2 separate regions of the Hordeum vulgare genome follow, and region 1 is linked to region 2. The links are chromatin contacts, called in public Hi-C maps. All regions are on one chromosome and are shown on one strand. The core of a region is the stretch at or near the end of the contact, and the rest is flanking DNA. Distances in the headings are between cores, read along the strand shown.

The links. Hi-C and Micro-C count contacts between places; a contact is called where the count stands out from the background.
Region 1: a Hi-C map of seedling shows a contact between it and region 2, with 4 times the contacts expected there. The contact joins the promoter of LOC123397528 here to the promoter of LOC123400115 in region 2. A contact is called at or near these places in 4 of 6 Hi-C or Micro-C datasets (leaf and seedling) and 1 of 1 datasets of contacts at active chromatin or transcription factors (embryo).

What each region holds. Positions count from the first base shown.
Region 1 is chr5H:502,513,338-502,517,749 of MorexV3_pseudomolecules_assembly, forward strand. It overlaps LOC123397528 (proteasome assembly chaperone 4), which reads left to right and starts at 2,784. Exons shown (of 6, transcript XM_045092056.1): 1 at 2,784-3,082; 2 at 3,350-3,547; 3 at 4,284-4,355. The coding sequence starts at 3,365.
Region 2 is chr5H:502,374,880-502,379,191 of MorexV3_pseudomolecules_assembly, forward strand. It overlaps LOC123400115 (triosephosphate isomerase, chloroplastic), which reads right to left and starts at 2,895. Exons shown (of 9, transcript XM_045094526.1): 1 at 2,581-2,895; 2 at 2,452-2,478; 3 at 1,700-1,769; 4 at 842-965; 5 at 555-639; 6 at 280-412; 7 at 30-203. The coding sequence starts at 2,736.

The DNA of each region.
Region 1 (4,412 bases), core at 1,534-4,033, 140 kb after region 2:
CATGATGTTGTCTTGCCTTCTTTGTATGTTTTATGTACCTTTTTATATCTTTTTGGGACTAACTTATTAATTCAGTGCCAAGTGCCAGTTCCTGTTTTTTTCCATGTTTTTGACTCTTTTCAGATCTGATTTTGGAACAGAGTCCAAACGGAAGAAAAACCCCAAAATGATTTTTTTCCCGAACGAAAGAAGACCACGGGGCCTTTGGGCCAAGCCAGGTGGGCTCTAGGGAGCCCACAAGCTCCTACCACGCCACCAGGGGGGAGGCGGCGGTGGGCAAGCTTGTGGCCACCCTGGCCGCCCCCTGACCTAGGTCTTTGGCCTATAAATTCCCAAATATTCCACAAAAAATCAGGGGAGCCTCGAAAACACTTTTCCGCCGCCGCAAGCTTCCGTTTTCGCGAGATCTCATCTGGAGACCCTTCCCGTCACCCTGCCGGAGGGGACTTTGGAGTTGGAGGGCTTCTTCATCATCATCATCGCCCCTCCAATGACTCGTGAGTAGTTCACTTCAGACCTACGGGTCCGTAGTTAGTAGCTAGATGGTTTCTTCTCTCTCTTGGATCTTCAATACAAAGTTCTCCATGATCTTCATGGATATCTATCCGATGTAATCTTCTTTGGCGGTGTGTTTGTCGAGATCCGATGAATTGTGGACTTGTGATCAGATTATCTATGATATATATTTCAGTCTTTGCTGATTTCTTATATGCATGATTTGATATCCTTGTAAGTCTCTCCGAGTCTTGGGTTTTGTTTGGCCAACTAGATCTATGATTCTTGCAATGGGAGAAGTGCTTGGTTTTGGGTTCTGCCATGTGGTGACCTTTCCCAGTGACAGTAGGGGCAGCAAGGCACACATCAAGCAGTTGCCATCAAGGGTAAAAGGATGGGGTTTTTTATCATTGGTTTGAGATTATCCCTCTACATCATGTCATATTGCTTAAGGCGTTACTCTGTTCTTATGGACTTAATACACTAGATGCATACTGGATAGCGGTCGACGTGTGGAGTAATAGTAGTAGATGCAAAAAGTATCGGTCTGCTTGTTTCAGACGTGATGCCTATAGAAATAATCATTGCATAGATATCGTCACGACTCTGCACAGTTCTATCAATTGCTCGACAGTAATTTGTTCACCCTCCGTCTATTTGCTTTCATGAGAGAAGCCACTAGTAAACACTACGCCCCCCGGGTCTATTCACATCCATCGTTTACAACTCCGCTTTTACTTTGCTTTGTTACTTTGTTGCTTTCAGTTCTCACTTGGCAACCAATCTATAAGGGATTGACAACCCCTTCATAGCGTTGGGTGCAAGCTTTTTGTGTTTGTGCAGGATCTTGAGATACTCTTCTGCCGGATTGATACCTTGGTTCTCAAACTGAGAGAAATACTTACCGTCGCTATGCTACATCACCCTTTCCGCTTCAAGGGAACACCAACGCAAGGCTCCAAGGCCACGGTGGAAATCCTTTGCATACTTGCCTAGGAAGTCCCTTAAGGCGTAGCCGTAGCTGAAGGATTCCTGGTGCCGTCGACACAACTATTTCTGGCGCCGTTGCAAGGGATACACAGCAAACATCACACCACATGCTGGAATCGTTTGTCATCCATAGAGCGGAAAAATGTTGCAACCATTGAGAACTAAAACTCCAACCTCTCGGCAGTGATGCTAGAACTGATATTGGTTGAAGCTGTGACCGACGCTCGTTGAGGATGGAGAAGAGGCGCCCGGACGCCATTGTGGTACATCCCTCACCCGTCGTTGTTGGAATGATGAACACCATTTGTTGCAATTGTTTGGCACCAGAGCTGACGACACCGTATGCTAGAATCACCCGTCTCCCTGGACAGTGGAAAAAATCTACAACCATTGTTGACAAAATATGCAACCTCCCGACGGCAATGCTAAAACTGATGCCGACAGAAGGTGCGACGAACAACCGTTGGAGTTGGAGAAGACGCGCCCGGGCACTGTGATGCTACAATGGATTCATGCCGTTGCTGGAACGAGGACCACCATTTACTGCAACCGGCCGACGCCGGGGACGATGACACAACATGTTGGAATCGGCTGTCACGCATGACAACGACAACAAGTTGCAACCATTAACGACAAAAGGTGCAACCTCCCGACCACAATGCGAGAAGCGACACTGGTTGAAGCTACGACCGACGTCAGTCGGGGCTAGAGATGACACACCCAAATGTCGCGTGCTACAACCGGACGGCGTTGAAGATGACGACACCACATGTTGGAATCGACAATCAGGCCCGGCAGCGACAAAAATGTTGGAACCATTGACGAGAACATTCACAACCTCCTCACGATGATGCATGAACCAGGCCGAGCATCATCGGGACTGTCACTCTTAGTGACCGAAGCTATAGCTGTGATGGGCGGCAATTGCAAATCCTCGATGGTTGTGTTGCAACGGTTGACGGCCGCATTCAAAGGCAAGGACTGGAATCCTAAGACGAGGTCATGCCAGAACCAAGTGCTTCGAGGGCGGCAAGCCGACATGCTTCGAGGACGATAGCCGCGCGCATCCATTGCGGGTGTCAACGGCGCCCATTGCTTGCTCTTTGAGTCTCGCAGTGCATGCTATTTGTGTGATTTTTGAGGGCAAAAAGAAAAAGAAAAAGAAATATTGTGAGGGACTGATCTGACGGCTGGGAAACAACGCAATTGGCGCACGGGATGCAACCGACCCGGAGGCTGGCGCCGGTCGACCGCCGCCAAGGACCGCGCTTCGGCGAATCCCTGAGACATCGCTGGCCTCGGACGCGAGCCTTTCTCCTCTTCCTTCTTCTGGCGATTAGGGTTGCCCCCAGCGCCGCCGGCCAGCTGCTGGTCGTCCCTGCCGGCGCAGCGCCGGCCGCCTCCATCCCCCCATACACCTCCGTCGCCAGAGCCTGTCCGCTCCGCTGCCACCCCTCATCCCGAGGACTTCCTGCTAGCCGCCGCCGGCAAGAAAGCCCGAGGACCACCACCTGTTCGCGACCAGGCCACTGTCGCCTCCTCGTCCACTGTTTCGCTGCTGCTACCGCCTCTCTGTCATCTGCTTCAGCAGCTGCAGGTTTGGTGCTCCAGCTTTTCTAGTTGATGAACTGTATATTCTTGGTATCTTAGAAATTTGGTGGACTTCATACGGCTTGATGCTTTCTTTTGAACTAAATTACAAGTGCGCAGATCCTCTGACTTGAGTCACCAAAGCATCTGCTTACATTAGTGCCTGGTCAAATACCAGTGCAAACTGAACACAAGCCCATAAGTTTACCTGGAAGCCAAGCTGTGCCTTAATCGCAAATTAATTTACCTCAACAATTGTTCTGTGTGTATCTAGATCCACCCCGGCATCATGTCTTCAGAGGAGCTCACAACAAGGATGCTAGATTTGGCGGTGGCTTCGCAGGCCCCGATGGCCAGCCAAATCAGTTCTTCAGGTGATCTGTCTTCTGAAGGCGGGGCGCAGGTCACCTGTTTCAGTGAGGACCTGCACGACGTCACGCTCCATTTCCAGATCATAAGGATGTCTAAACAGGTAATCACGAGGTTTCACTTGTAACTTATTGCCAAGATACTCACAACTTAGAAGGTTTGATTGAAGTTCTGAAATGTGAACAACCTTTGGTTGGTGACTCTCGACTACAGTTTTAGAGTTATTTGCGTCATGCTGACTAAAAAAATCATTGTTTGTGTCGAGCTCTGGTGAAAACTATCTAATTGAGACATTGCTTAGTTTGGATTAGAAATCTTACCTATGAGACTGGGAGCGGGTGGGGGGGGGGGGTTGTCTTGCAAGGCTGTGTTTCTTTGGATGCAATTTTCAGACAGTCTGCCGAGGTGGCGAAGAAAAAACATGTCATAAGCTGTCAAAGGGATGTTCTACTAGATGTCGATTCAGTTAGTTGAGGTCATGGAGAAAAATCATTTCATTTGTAAAGGTGCCAAAGGAAGATGTTCTAGCAGCTGTCCATGTTTAGTCTCAGTTAGTAAAACGAGTAATTTTTTAACATGGAGCTCTGATCTTGTCTTAAGCATTTGTTGTATTAACATGATTAGATGAAGTATGCAAGTGTAAGTGTTTGTTATCATCCCCGTGTGACTTAAGCTTGATTCATTTCTACACAAACATGGAATATGGGTAGCCATATTTTGGATGAATGTTTTTCTTTGAACCATACGTATTTATCCACAATGTGATATGATCTCCGTTCTGCTCTTTGTCAAACATTCGTGTGTTATCTGTTTTGAGCCCCTCTTTTTTTTCCATGCAGATCTATGCATGGATAGGATGCAACCAGTCGGCAAAGTTTGGACATTTATATGCTGCTGCAACCACTCGGCTGGTAACAAGCAATCAATATGACCTTAAGAACTGGTGTATATTTATTTTTATTGAGGCT
Region 2 (4,312 bases), core at 1,645-4,144:
GAATAAAAAGGCCAAGATAAGAAACTAACCTCCATAGATAATTCGAACGGTCGAAGCAACATCAGCTGATACATTGGTTTTTAACCAATCACGAACAGCGGCATGAACTTCTTGAGCTTGCTCAGGAGAAGCAACCTTTCCGGTTCCAATAGCCCACACAGGCTCGTACGCAATAACAACGTTTTTCCAGTCCGTAATATTATCTGAAGCACACATTTTGCAGATAAATCAATGCTGTTCAGGCCCACCACCAAGCCAATAAAGATGAATAAATTTCACCTGCAAAAGCCTTCATCTGCTTAAAACAGACATCAAAAGTTTTCCCAGCCTCCCTCTCTTCCAACAGTTCCCCTATGCATGCCATAACCTTAAGATTTTGACTCAAGGCATATGCAGCCTTCTTCCCAATAAACTGCATTGGATAAACTTGTTAGATCGCAATCCTAAACTAAATTAGTGCATGATAACAGCAACTATACATCTCAAAGTCAACTTCAGACTCCAGAGAAATGGACAAGAAAGAGAAGCACAAATTCAGTAGCATCTGCAATTACCTGATCATCTTCACCGATAACATGTCTGCGCTCAGAGTGACCAAGAATAACCCATTGGCAGCCAATGTCCACCAACTGCTCCGCACTGGAGTTTTCCAATGAGAAAATAAAACTCAGAAATGAAAGCTCAAAAGGAACAAAAATAGAAACAACATTTTGTAACCCTCATCACTTAGTACATTCCAATAAAACAAACATTTTTTCGTCATCAGTGCGGCAGAAGAATTTGCAACCTCTTGTGTACCAGTAAAAGACAAAGTCGACAAGTTTAACTTGCAGTATCCAACCTGATCTCTCCAGTGAAAGCTCCTCCTTTTCCAATCCATGTGTTTTGAGCAGACACCTCAATACGGTCAGTTAGTGAACTCTTGACCTGGTCGATATAGATGAATGGCGGTGCTACCACAACATCTGCACCATATCCACAGCTCCATATATTAATATATCGCTGAGTTAATGAGACAAGCAGCTAAATATCTTGAAATAAACTACATAATCACATTTACAAGGTGAATTGAGCAGCTCCATAACAGTAGTCTAATAAAAGTAGTTACTGAACTGGTGCAAGCAAACTACTTGTGTCTTCCACCATGAATTTTTTTACCTTTTGGTGACCCGCGGTGTAAAATTCCCATATAAAAATAAACAACCATGCATATTGCTACTATGGAGCATGTAGAAGCTAGTGCGCTATCCCTTCTCTTTTGGCCAACTTGGTAACCAAGTAACTACCTAACAACCAGGAAGAAGTGCTTCCATGACACTGATGCTCATGCATGATGTATGCTACCATATATGGTGTATGGAATTATTATTTTTGCTGGACAAGGGGATCAAGACTGGTTGAAATGGGTTGGGGCTAGCAGCTTGAACTTCAAAAACAATAGATAAATAGGTTGGGGCTAGCAGGGGTCTACATTTCTGGTGAACACTACTATAGAAGAGCAAATGTAGTAAATAAATTACATAGGATGAAAACATGGCTAGTAGAAGGTATATGTATTCAGGAAAATGTCCATACCGAATGGAAACCGGCACCATTGACATGTTGTATACCAATTAAACATGCACACCTATTGCACGGGTCATACCGAAAGGAAGCTTAGGATGCTTAGGATATGCGTAGAAGAAGCAAATGAGCTTACCTACATCGCTTTCGAGTGTGGCAGCATTCAAATCAGAGACAAGCTTGCTAATGGATTCCTTTGTTCCATTCTAGAGTAAAGGACAAGAATAGAAATCAGATATTAATCCAAAAAAATCCGAGATACCTGAGCGAAACATTAAGCAATGTAACTTTATATAGTCAACAAAAGCTCCCTATAAATGTGAACCAAATGAACACATAAGCATAGGAAGGTTCCCCCAAATCATGTACCTGCTGCCACCTGAATACATTCACATGGCAACGACCAACTTTTTATTAGACCGATGGCTGCCCCCTGCTAAATGCCTTAATGTACGGCGTCTCTTATCTCATGATTAAAACACCACTGACATAAGTATAATAACTAGCAGCATTCCTCTGTTTCGTAAGTGTCGCATCAAATGCCGCTCAAATCTCGACATGATGGAATCTGACGACGGTTATATCAAGGGACATGACAGACCGGAAGTTGCAAAACTAGGCGGCACGGCACCAAAAGCAACTCTAATCCTAGAAGAGGGCCTCAGTAACGGTGTATATCACGATGTCTGCATGAACGAATAGGGACAAACGAAATCCCCCCAAGGCGACAACCACAATGCCGCCGCGAGGACCAAAAACGTCACGCGGGGCGCAAGGGGAATCTCCACCGCCACCGTACTCGAGATTCCCCCATCGGCGCGGTGCTGACGCGTGAAACCCGTGCTCGCAAAGCCGGCGGGATTGTGGGGAGAGCGGGGGGGCACTTACGCACTTCCAGTTGCCTCCGACGAAGAACTGCAAAGCGACATCAGAGCCGGAATCAGGCACGAGCAATAGATTTCACCAGGGAAAGTAGCACGGGTAGGGGGCGGTGGTGGATTGGTGGGGCGGCGGTACCTTTCCGGATCCGGCCATGGCGACGAGGCGCTGCGCGCGGCGGCGGGAGCAGCCGAGGCGGAGCTGGTGGTTCTGGTGGTGGGGCTGCGGGGCCGGGGCGCCGGCGGCGGCGAGGCGGGAGAGGTGGGAGGAGGCGAGGGACGACGGCGCCGCCATTCTCTCTCAATCAAATCTGTGCGTCGCGCGCTGTGATGTGGTTGGTGGGCGAGGGAGGCTCGAGCGTCTCCTCCTCGTCTGATGATGCGCGCAGCAGCCACCACACCAACCACAACCAGCGGTCGCACGGGAGTGGGGAGCAGAGGGAAAGGGGGGAGCGAGGGCGACCCGTGCGGCCACGGTGGCTTTGTATGGCCGGCCGCCTCCGCCCGCGCCTGCCTTATCGGCCCACGGATAGGGTGCCGAGGGCCGAGGATTCCCCTGCGCTCCTCGCTCGCGGCGGAGCTACCTACCGGGGCGGGCCGGGCCGGTCCGGATGCGAGGGCGACAGGCCACCGCAAGCCCTGATCCCTGGAACCCACGCAAGGAGATGAAAGGAATGCTCTCCGCGTCCGCCCATGCGGTGTCTACCTCTACCTGGCAGGCAATGTACGAGGTAGAGGCAAAAACTTGAATAACAGATGACGGATGGATATTTAGAGAGCCATTGGTATCTTTAGTTCATCGTGCTCGTATCATTTCTGAATTTATTTCAGGATTTTCGACAATGCGTGTTTAATGAAAGAAGATGTTTTCATCGATGACGAGACGTCTACGGTGTTTCATAAATTTTAAGTTGGTATGTCATCTCACTCTCTTAGAGGTTTTATAAGGATAGGATGTGCATGTGTTTGTTTATAATGATGAGTGTATGCGCGTTTATATGAACGTTTGCGTCTGTATGGTGTAAAAAAGCAACAACTCCTATGAACACGTCCGAAAGATTAATACGAGCATCCGGACTTGAACCCGGATGGACTGGGGATACCATTATCCGTCTAACCATTCAACAACATGTTGGTTCATAGGAGGTGCTTGTTTCAACCAACAACATCATTTTATTCTGAAGCGAAAGAAGGGCTTTTCCCTTTTCAATTTCTATTATAGAAACCAAATTTAAACTACAGTCAGGACATACAACTACCCGAGTTAACACGTAAAAACAAAAAATTAACAACATGCCAACATATCGTCGTAGCTTCCTAAACTATCCCTTCCCTCTCCTGGTGCATCAGCGAAGAAAGGGAAAAGAACTTGCGCACAAAACCAACCATCCAACATTAAGCAGGTTCCACACATATGGAAGCAAAAAAACGTAAAATGAAACGTCCTAACTGACTATAGCACCAACCATTCCAGCAAAAGCATGGCTAGTTTGCAGATCGTCTAACCTCCAAGCACATAACAATATATATCCACCCTTGAGACGACGTGTAAACTTCACTTGCTACATTTTGATCAGTACCATGGGATCGCCGAACATCTTTTTATCAAAATAATTCCATTTCCGCATTTGCAGATTGTCCAGAGTAGGAGGAAGTTACCACCAGGACGAGTTTCTTGTCATTTTTGTTAAATGTTCTAATCCATCTCCCCGTGCAATAATTTATAGAGGAAGGGATTGATTTTAAATTGAAAGCACGTTTTAATAAGCTTCAGATAAAAGAAGCAGCTGAAAAATTGAAAAAAAGATGATCTACATATTCATCCTCATCACATAATACACATCTTTTTTCACCCTTCCAACCCCTCTTGC